Linked DNA regions of Mus musculus: region 2 is linked to region 1. A link is a contact called in public Hi-C data. All regions are on one chromosome and are shown on one strand. The core of a region is the stretch at or near the end of the contact, and the rest is flanking DNA. Distances in the headings are between cores, read along the strand shown. Region 1 has its middle 29 kb from the start of Gm40029. Region 2 overlaps Gas7 (growth arrest specific 7).

Region 1 (4,934 bases), core at 1,782-4,281:
AGACCCTCCATGCTCTCAGCACTCACTGGTGACCAAACGAGATTCTGCCCCCAGTCCTGGGCTCAGCTATCCCCTTCTTGCCTGGTGCATAGGGAAAGCACAGACCCTCAGACCCCCGTTCTCAACTCCCCATGGTCCACAATGGCATCTGTGTACACAGGAGTCTGGGGACAGCAATATTCATTACAGACCTCACTGTTTCTCCCCTGGAAAAATTCAGGCGGGGGCCCCCTATCACAGACTGTGCTCTGCCTCCCCTGAGAGGCTTGCAAATGGAGCTCAGGCACCCCAGTGGCAGACATGTAGCTCAACAGAGACTGTTGTTTATGGATGGCCCTTATTTCACAGGTAGGGGAGCACAGGACCGCAGCCACAGCCTGCTCCAACAACCCCTTTCTCATCCAAGGAGCCTCTGTCAGACCAGAGATGATGCCTTGGTCCTGCAGGGGAAGCCCCTGACTTCTAGCAAGGATGAGTAGAAAGCAAACAGCAGTTCCAAAGGTAAGTTCTCTTTAACTTTTCTCAGACCCAAGAGAAAAAGATTAGCTAGCTGTTGACTCTGCAGGGCTATACCATTGCTATCCCTCCCCACCCTGTTCAGAGCACCCAGGAGGTTGACAATGATGTGCTCCACTGTAGTTTGGCTTTGGTTGGGTCCTGACAGCAGGGAGGCAGGATTGGAGAGCAGAGGGAAAGAGGAGATTGCGTCCAATTTATCCCCAGCATTCTTTGTTACAGCCAAAGCACTCATCGCCTATCAGGTGTCCCAGTCTTCTCTTGTCTCCAAGTTCTGGTAGGTTCTTCTCACTTCCTGAGAGCACCGATACATTAATGGCAACCTGAACTTGTCAAATAAAGCCCTGCTGGGCCTGTGGTGTCCTACGTTTGGGCTACACCTTTGTATAAAGTCTCTTCCTCAAACATTCTCCCTAGTGCACTAACTTAGATGTGCTATTTGCTTCCTATGGAAAATGGCTAATGCAAGATCTTTCCTATTCTACACATGTACATTATGGGCCGATAGATTTTTTGATTGAGGTGCCTGAGCCAGGAAGAGTTCTTGCTGCTTCCCAGATATCAGTATACCACAGTCCTATGCAGGCAGGTAACAATGCATTCTGTTTCCTTACATATTTCATCCTGTCCTCAATCCTTACTAAAAACTGTCAAACCTACAAAGAGGCCATTCGTCCCATCAGAGTGATGTCAGTGGTGAGCGAGAACCAGTTTGCAGCGCCAATTATAAAATGCAAGGATTCTGTGAGCCAGCCATTGAACTCAGGCATTAGTAAAAATCTCAGGTCATAGAAACTTAGAGTTAAATGACTTGCATTAAAACAAAAGCAAGATATTCAAGGCCAACCCTTCTTAATGACCTATGACGTTTTATTGCCTCAAATCTCTTGAGATTATCTACCATCATGAAATCTGTGTGGTGGAAAAACTATCTAATGATGTGCTTTTTCATCTCCCCACTTGGTCACGTGACATCGCTTCCCTGAAATTAATTGGCCATGGTGAGAATATCACACCATGAAAGTTGGCAAACACTACAAAGTACAGGTAGAGGCTTGTAAGCCCATTAGCAGCATGTCGCTGACAGGAAACAATGAAATACAGGCAAAAGGAACCTACATTCCTGTCTGTGAGAGATGCTGGAATACGGAGAGCCAACCCCCAGCCTAACCCCCTAGCCTATGTCAGCTTAAGCAAGGTAGCTCATTGAAAACCTGTGAGAGGAGCGATTTCTTCTGTCTTCCTCGGGGCAAGGTTGGAGAGAGGACAGAAAGGACATGGAAGAAGGCTGCTGTGAAATCCCCTCTGTGCTGTTCTGCTCCAGGCCTGAGGACTGAGTCCGCTGTTTCAGAAGGTCAGCTCCAAATATCTAGGTGAAAAAGAAATTTACTAGCTCACCTAAACGAAATTCCAAGAGCAGTCAATCTTCAGGCTGCCTGCCTTCTCCAAAACATCATGTTCAGATGTAGGCATTCAGATGATTCATATTCTCTCTCTCTCTCTCTCTCTCTCTCTCAATCTCTCTCTCTCCCCTCTCCTTCCCCTCCCCTCTCTCCTTCCCTCTTTAAACCAACTGTATTTCTAAAATTTTTATTACATTTATGTGTGTGCACACGCCTATATGTGCACGTGTGTAGGCATTCATGTGCCATAGTGAACCTTTGGGAATTACGGGAACACTTCTGGCAGTCAGTTCTCTCTTCCATTATGTGGGTTCTGGGGATTAAACTCAGGTCGTCAGTCTTTTAGGCAGTGCCTCTGAGACCTGCTGAGCCACCTCCCAAGCCCTAAGTCAAGTGCACCGCCGAAAATAAATAAATAAAAGCTGCGACCAAATGGTTCCAAAATGAATGAACTTATAACTGACATTTTAAAATCCGATGGTTGCATACAGGCACTTGCAGGAAAGGGGAAAACAAAAACAACAGAACTGCTTTGCTTCAGTTGCTGCTGAACATGGTCCCACGTTCATGGGCAGGAGGTGGTTGGAGGATGCGGAGTCTGGCTGGTCAGGTCTGGGTCACAGGTCCTGGAAGTGTGAGTGTCATCAGCTCCTCCCAAGCTCCATAAACTGAGAGTGAGGAGGGTGGTTCCTAGCCTCCCACTGGGTCAGGTTCCTATTTCCAAAGAAACAGCAGGACAAAAGCAGCAGATGTTCCTTTTGTGGCTGGAGACCATGCTGAATGAATGAATCTGCGCTTCTTAAAGTTGGACCGACTCTGCCTTTCCTATGGGTCACTGGAAGGGCAAAGTGACACAGTGTCTGTAACCTCACAAATGCCAGCGGCCACTTCCCTTTCTTTCCCACTCACCCTCATTAGTCTCTTTCCCGGGGAATGACAGTGCCACTCCATAAGACTCTGACAATGTGGGACATGTCTCTCTCCTTGCTCACTGTTGAATCAGCCAGCGCTCAGGGCCAGCAGACAACTCTCATCTTTCACAGCTTGTACTAGACTCCGGCCTCTCCTAACATCTCATCATTTCTTCCTCAGCTGATGTCTCCAGTTGAGCTCAGTGCCGCTGGCTGCCGACAGCAGGAGGGAGAGACTCTTGCTCAGAGTCAGTGTCCCATAGTCAGGAACTTCCTGTCCCATGAGTCAGGAAGGACAGATGTGGGTGGGGCTAGACAAAACATCTGGACCCACAAAAAAATCAGGACATGGCTTCCATCTGAACCCAGGGCCACCCACAGCCAGCTGCTGGCTTGGGCAGGAGGATTGCTCTTTCTGGAGATATGTCAGCCAACTCATTTGATTAACAATGAATTAACTGAGGTCCTGTGTCCTGCCAGGAGCTATTCTTGGTACTGGGAAACAAACGGTTAAGTAAACAAGACCAATTAGTGCCTTCCTCTCAAAGACATAACCTGCCTCAGTTTCTTCCATCCTCACACTGCGTCCTGTAGAAACCCTTGCTCCGTTAGATTCATGCATTTCTCACCACAAAATTGCCAACTGTGTCAAGAGCCGACAGGCTTACCACCTTGTATCCAGCATAAAGGGGGCTGTGCACATACAGGAGAGACCAGATAGGATGGGTGTACATAACAGCATTGTTATAATTAAATAGCTAAAACTTAAGATGCTCGGTAACAAAGGTCTGCCTGAGTCTGATATGGTAATAAGCATAATAGTTACAGCCACAGAGTTAACTGGGTGCATATTACATCCTCAGTGCGCTTTCAAGAGCTTTCCGTGGATCATCTCATTGCTCACTATAGCCTGGCACTGGAGGCTCTTACTTTATCCTTATTTGACAGATGTGGCACAGACTGTTTAAAAGAATCTGTCAATATCAAAGTTTCTCTCTCTCTCTCTCTCTCTCTCTCTCTCTCTCTCTCTCTCTCTCTCTCTCTGTGTGTGTGTGTGTGTGTGTGTGTGTGTGTGTGTGTGTATGTTTGCGCATGCATGCCTGGGTTTGCAGCCACCATGCTGCCCTAGGATTGTGCATATTTTAAAGGGCAAACGCACAAGTGACATCAATATGACCACGTGAATGCTTATACTCACAGGTACTAAACAAAGAGTCCATGTTAATATGTACATGCTAGTCTTCATCATGTGAGAACATAGGGCTTTGTCAGGAAAGCCCACGGTGTGGAGAGTAAGATGGGGTTTCTACTGTACATGAATTTTTATTCCTTTGCAGGGTGTGAATAGCTTTTGTAAGTTAGCTGCCTGAGGGGTTCTGTCCTCAGGCCTCAGCAAATGACTCTCTAATTTGATAGAAGAACCTATTTATGACTCAATCCCTCAGCCCACTGTCAGGAGGCACGTCCACATAACCTCTGGAAACAAGGCTTTGGATCAAGGCCACCTTTGGGGGAGAACTGGCCATAGGAAGTGCTGGGGGGCTAAGAAGAGGTTAGGTGTCATTGAGACCGTCACAAAGAGCAACAAGGTCATAACAGCTATTTCATCGTGATCTTCTGCAAAGGAAGGTACCCTCTCACTGTTCGATTCTGTCCCCCAGTCCCTGAGTTCTACAGGGTGTCTAAGGGTGAATAAACACAGGGAAGCTCAGATTGGCAGTGTCAATAATGGGGAGTCTGGATGAGGTGAATCAGGATGGAACCTTCAAGAAGGTAGAGGGAACAAGAAAGCCCTGCATGGCAGATGCACAAGTTATGCAGTAGATATTACTGTCCAGCCCTGTGGTGGTTCCCTTTTTCTACCCTTTGGGGTTCCAAAGATCAGTAATATGGAAATATCCACATCCCACCCACAGCTGGAGCCACCCCAGGAAGTGTGAAAGGAAATGCCTGCCGTGCCAGAGAGAGGTGGGGAAGGAAGCTGGGAGAAGGGAGGCTGTCAGCTTGGGGGTGGGGATGGATGGTATCCATACAGGCCCACCCGAACTCGAGTCAAGGATATGAAGACGGTTTCATCAAGAGCAGTTGAGGGAACCTGTTTTGA
Region 2 (4,934 bases), core at 1,718-4,217, 270 kb after region 1:
CATACACAGCCATTAAAAAAGCATCCTCCCGAAGAAAATGTAATGACTAAGAAAATGCTTCTAACTTAAATCACATGGGAGAGCTGAAGATAGGGCCCAAGGGTTAAGAGTATACTGTTCTTCCCGAGGATGTGAGTTTGTAAGACCCCCGAAGCTGGGCCTCCGCTCAAGTCCCGGGATGAGCTGGCCAGCACCCCAGTGACCCGAGAGAAAACCACACCTGATGCAAACTGCAAGAGGTTTTATTATCAGCTAGCCATGCAGGGCAGGGGAGTTCGACCCCAAGTGGTGACAGTTGGGGGCTTTTAACAGCTAGCTGAGGAATTGGGAGGAGTTGGGAGGAGAGTTGGAAGGAGTTGGGAAGAGGTGGGAGGAGTCGGGAGGAAAGTTCTTCTCTTCCAGGTGTCCTTGGTGAAATTTACAAGGCAGGAGTGGGGAGTGAGTTCTTTCTGAATTTTTATCTCTGTGTCCTCGGCACAGGAAGGCAGGCATCCCTGGTTGTAAAGTATAGAAACAAAAAGGCTTTTTGCTGGCTATAGAGAACAAAGAGTTTCTTTCTGGCTGTATTTTTAGAGATCAGGGAAGACAAGCTTGGGGAACGTCCAGGGGCTTTACCTTCCTGGGAGAAACACTTTAAGCTGGGGTCTCACAAGTTCAATTCCAAGCACCCACATCAGGCAGCTCACAACAGCCAGAACTCTAGCTCCAAGGGATGACACCCTCTGCTCACTTCCATGAACACCTGTACTCATGCATGTGTGTGTGTGTGTGTGTGTGTGTGTGAGAGAGAGAGAGAGAGAGAGAGAGAGAGAGAGAGAGAGAGCATCCACAGGTATGAGCATCCATTTATGTGTGTGTATGCATGTGTGTGCAATGTGTGTGTGCATGTGTTTGCATGTGTTTGTGCTTGCGTGTATATGTGTGTGTATGCATGTGTGTGTGTGCGTGTGTGCAAATATAGGGTATTCAGTTTTATTTAGAAGAAAGAAAGCTGTGTTTATGAGAAGAAAGATGACCAGATCATCTGTGGTGACCTAGCTGCACCTCAGACTGAGTTTCTGCATTGGAGACATTTGGTGGCATCTCTGATTTTGAGTGTTACCACCAAAGAGGGGATGTTGGTGCATGTGGAAGATGCAAGGGATGTCACCCACTGTTGTGCAATGCAGAATGGCTCCTACAACAAGGAATTACCTAGTTTGAAAATATGAATCTCGTTAAGGTTGTAAAAGCATGATCAGAGACTGAAAGTAATTTTACTTTCTTCAAGTTTTCTAAAAATCAACACATTTCACTTTCTATAAAAGACAGATATACTTTTTTATTTAAGAAAATAGGATGCGGCTGCTGGAGAGATAGCTTAGGCTATGAAGTGCTGATTGCACAAGCCTGAGGCCCCGGGTCCAATTTCCAGCCCCCACATAGAAGTCAGGCCATGGTGGTGATCTGTAGTCCCAGAGCTGGGGAAGTGGAGACAGGAGGATCAGCGGGCTACACTGGTCAGCCAGCGTAGTGCCCGTGGTGAACTCTAGGGCAATGGCAGACGCTGTCTCGGGAATGAAGAAGAGAGTGATTGGGACTGACCTCTGCCACACCTTGTGTGTGCTCACATATATGCGTGTGCATAGATATATCACACACACACACACATACACACACACACAACTCCACACATACTACACACACACACCACACATATCATACCACACACACACACCCCACACACACAACACCACACACACTACACATACACACACACACAACACCACACACACTACACACATATTACACACCACATACACACACACATACACACCACACATACACACCACATATCACATACCACACACACACACATCACACATACCACACATATACACTATATACATATACCACACACCATACATACCACGTACATACACCACACATACCACATATATACACCACATACATACACCACACACACCACATAAAAACACTACACACACACCACACACATATACACACCACATATACACCACATACATAAAACACTATACATGCACATACCACACACAGATGCTACACACCACATACATACATACATCATACACACATACACATACATACATGTACACATGCATGCACACAAACCAATACACGCACATGAACACACATAGTTGATAAGGGATGTGTGGTACTGGGTTTCCAGGGAAGGCCAGCTCTGAGCCCCAGGTTGGTAGACAGTGGCTACAACACACAGGCAGGTTAGCATAACATTCGTTTTGGATGATAACCCTGAAGTAAGACCTCCTCAGAGAAACAAAAGTCAACAGTGTGGTACGTGGCAAAGGTAAATCTGCATCTGCCCGCTGCATCCGGAACTGTAAAGTAGATCCGTTAGGATTCTTTCAGGCTATGAACAGACAACATTTGAAGAGGAAGCCGCTGGTTTTTAAGCCCAGTGTGTGAACTGCTGAGGCTAATTATCAAAAGTGCTCTACCAGCTAACCATGAATAGGTTGAGAGAGTCTCCCTTAAAAGGCAGCAGGGCCCAGGCAATGCCTGAGCACACACAGCATTCTTCAATACACAGGGAGATTTACTCTCCATCCCGGGCTGCCAATCATAACTCACGATTGTTCTTGATAATATCTTAAGACTGAGACGTGGCTCAGCGGCGGAGTAATTACCTAGTGTGTTCAAGGCTCAGGGTTTGGTCACTAGCATGTGTGTGCCTGTGAACAATGATTAAATATGAGTGAATGAAGGGCCACGTAACCATCGAAGAGGTGGGATTTGAGGCCACAATGGCCAAGCCCAGATTTGCGAAGAGCCTTATTGATTTCGCTCTCTTTGAGAGGGCAAATGGGAAGGCATACAGGTAGCAGGAAGGGGCAGGCACACCTAATGTCCCTATCAGACTGAGCGTCCTGCTTTTTCCATTGCCCAGTCTTTTGAGAGCTGGGTGGATGGGCACTGGTGGTGGTGGTCTGGTGCCTCCCAGTGGAAAACTTCAGTACTGCAGACATCAAGGCGGCTGCTGCCTGTGTCCTGGATAAAGGGCACCTTCCTGGTTGGGAGATAGCCCGGGAGTCAAAGGCCAATAGCCTTAGAAGAAACAGATCTTAGATTGCACCTTCTCTTCCTGCCCACCATTACTTGGGCTTTTTTGTAATCCATCCTTCCATCAGTCTGGCTTCCTGACTACCCCAAAAGACACAAAAGGAAAGATGGGACACTGGGGCTCCTACAGAGTGTGTTGAAGAAGGTAGTTTAAGTGGAGAAAGAGCTGAGAGGCTGTGTCTCTGCAGTTCCTCCCCAGGCCCCTGGCTTTAGTAACGCACACCCAATCATCGTGTATTTAGGTCTTTGCTAGGCTCTGAGGTATGGAAAGGCTCAGCCCTAGCTGGGGAGGACAATGGGTAAACAGTTGTTTAATTGTATCAGTGGTAAGAACTCTCGGGAGGCAGAGGATTTCTGAGTTCAAGGCCAGCCTGGTCCACAGAGTGAGTTCCAGGAAAGCCAGGGCTATCCAGAGAAACCCTGTCTCGAAAAACCAAAAAAAAAAAAAAAAGATGCTAGGCTGGAGGAGTGGAAGAGGCTACACAGAGGGTTGGTTAACAAAAAGATGGGGGGGGGGGGCTAGTGAACAGTCTTCCAGGGCACAGCATGTAGATGCCTAGAGGCAAGAAGGAGGGTGAAGCTTTCCAAGAACCCACAGACATCAAGTGTGTGTCATGCTGTGACTTACTGAATTGGCAGGTGTGGGAGGGCAAAAGATGCGGCAGGAGGGGTCTGCATGGCCCATCACAAGGAGCCCGGTTTTGTGCCAACAGCGCTGGGAACTGAAGAGGGTTTTTCCTATTCCTCTAGGATTCAAGAGATCCCTGGGGAGGGGCTGCTCGCCTGCGTGTCATGGAGTTGCTCACAGCTTAGCCAGTAGTGTGTGTTCTTTGTGGCAGCAGAGATGCTGGGATACAGCCAGGATGTGGGAGTAGCAGTTCAGCCAAACGGGAGGAGAACTAGGCAAGCAGTACACAGATCAGGAGGAGCATGGAGTCTCTGCTCCAAGGATAGCCTGGGCTATGTAGTGAGCTCTGGATCCAGAAGGAAAAAAAAATTCTCCAGAATTATATGCAAAGGGCAAAATGTAAACGTGTCTGTTGTAGGACTGTGTCAACTTACAAAAGTCAAGGGCTTTCTGTGACAGGGACCCACGGACCTAGCATCTCATTTCAGTGAGCGCTGGCATTAGGCCAGTGTTGGTTCATGAATGGTCTCATCCTGCCTCGACATCCCCACCTGTACCTACAGCAAAACTCCTGACTTATGGATCTAAATCAGTGGTTCCCAACCTGTGGGTTGTGACCCTCGGAAAGTACATATTTCCAATGGTCTTGGGAACCCCCAAACACACATTTATTTTTGTTGCTACTTCATAACTGTAACTTTGGTACTGAGCACTGCCTCAGCTCCTAAGACCATAGGTTACTAATGCCCTAAATATAAGTATTTCTAATTGTAAACCAAGTGGAAAAGGTATCAGAGTACCATTACAGTACCCCAAAAAAACACAAGTCCAATAATATTATCTATCATGTGCATTCTAGATTCTAATTCTTTAATGGTCCCCCAAATGCCTTTTATACCAGCTTTTCTCCCCAGGTCAAGAGCCATTCAAGTTTTTGATATGAAAACGTTGATTACTTTGCCTCTTTAGCCCTGTCTATCATTGTCTGTCCGTCCACCTCTCTCTCTCTCTCTCTCTCTCTCTCTCTCTCTCTCTCTCTCTCTCTCCTTCCTTTGTCTGTCTGACTGTCTATCTACCTCATCATCTCATGTGTTGAGATGCAACTAATTATTATACACTTCCATCATTTAAAATACAGTCTGGGACTACAGCTCAGTAGGTTATAAGGGGAGTGATCAACATCCAATCCCCAGGAAGCAAA

The links. A called contact is a pair of places that touch in the nucleus more often than the background predicts.
Region 2: a contact with region 1 is called in a Hi-C map of uterus, with 5 times the contacts expected there. The contact joins two enhancer-like sites. A contact is called at or near these places in 1 of 15 datasets of contacts at CTCF or cohesin (pro-B cells), 118 of 484 Hi-C or Micro-C datasets (the 63-12 cell line, the AML12 cell line, B cells and 66 more), 10 of 115 datasets of contacts at active chromatin or transcription factors (the NIH/3T3 cell line, VIP interneurons, acute myeloid leukemia and 7 more) and 4 of 9 other capture datasets (adipose tissue, embryonic stem cells, embryonic tail and 1 more).

The regions. Positions count from the first base shown.
Region 1 is chr11:67,377,225-67,382,158 of GRCm38.p6, forward strand. No RefSeq gene overlaps it. Among named protein-coding and RNA genes, the nearest start is that of Gm40029, 29 kb to the left of the region's middle. Within about 2 kb of position 3,032, at least 54 of the 459 cell types and tissues checked have an H3K27ac peak or open chromatin away from gene starts, as enhancers often do. A contact at or near this core is called in trophoblast stem cells and uterus, where this site is marked.
Region 2 is chr11:67,644,979-67,649,912 of GRCm38.p6, forward strand. The region is part of intron 4 of Gas7 (growth arrest specific 7); the gene reads left to right. Among named protein-coding and RNA genes, the nearest start is that of Rcvrn, 48 kb to the right of the region's middle. Within about 2 kb of position 2,968, at least 29 of the 459 cell types and tissues checked have an H3K27ac peak or open chromatin away from gene starts, as enhancers often do. A contact at or near this core is called in trophoblast stem cells and uterus, where this site is marked.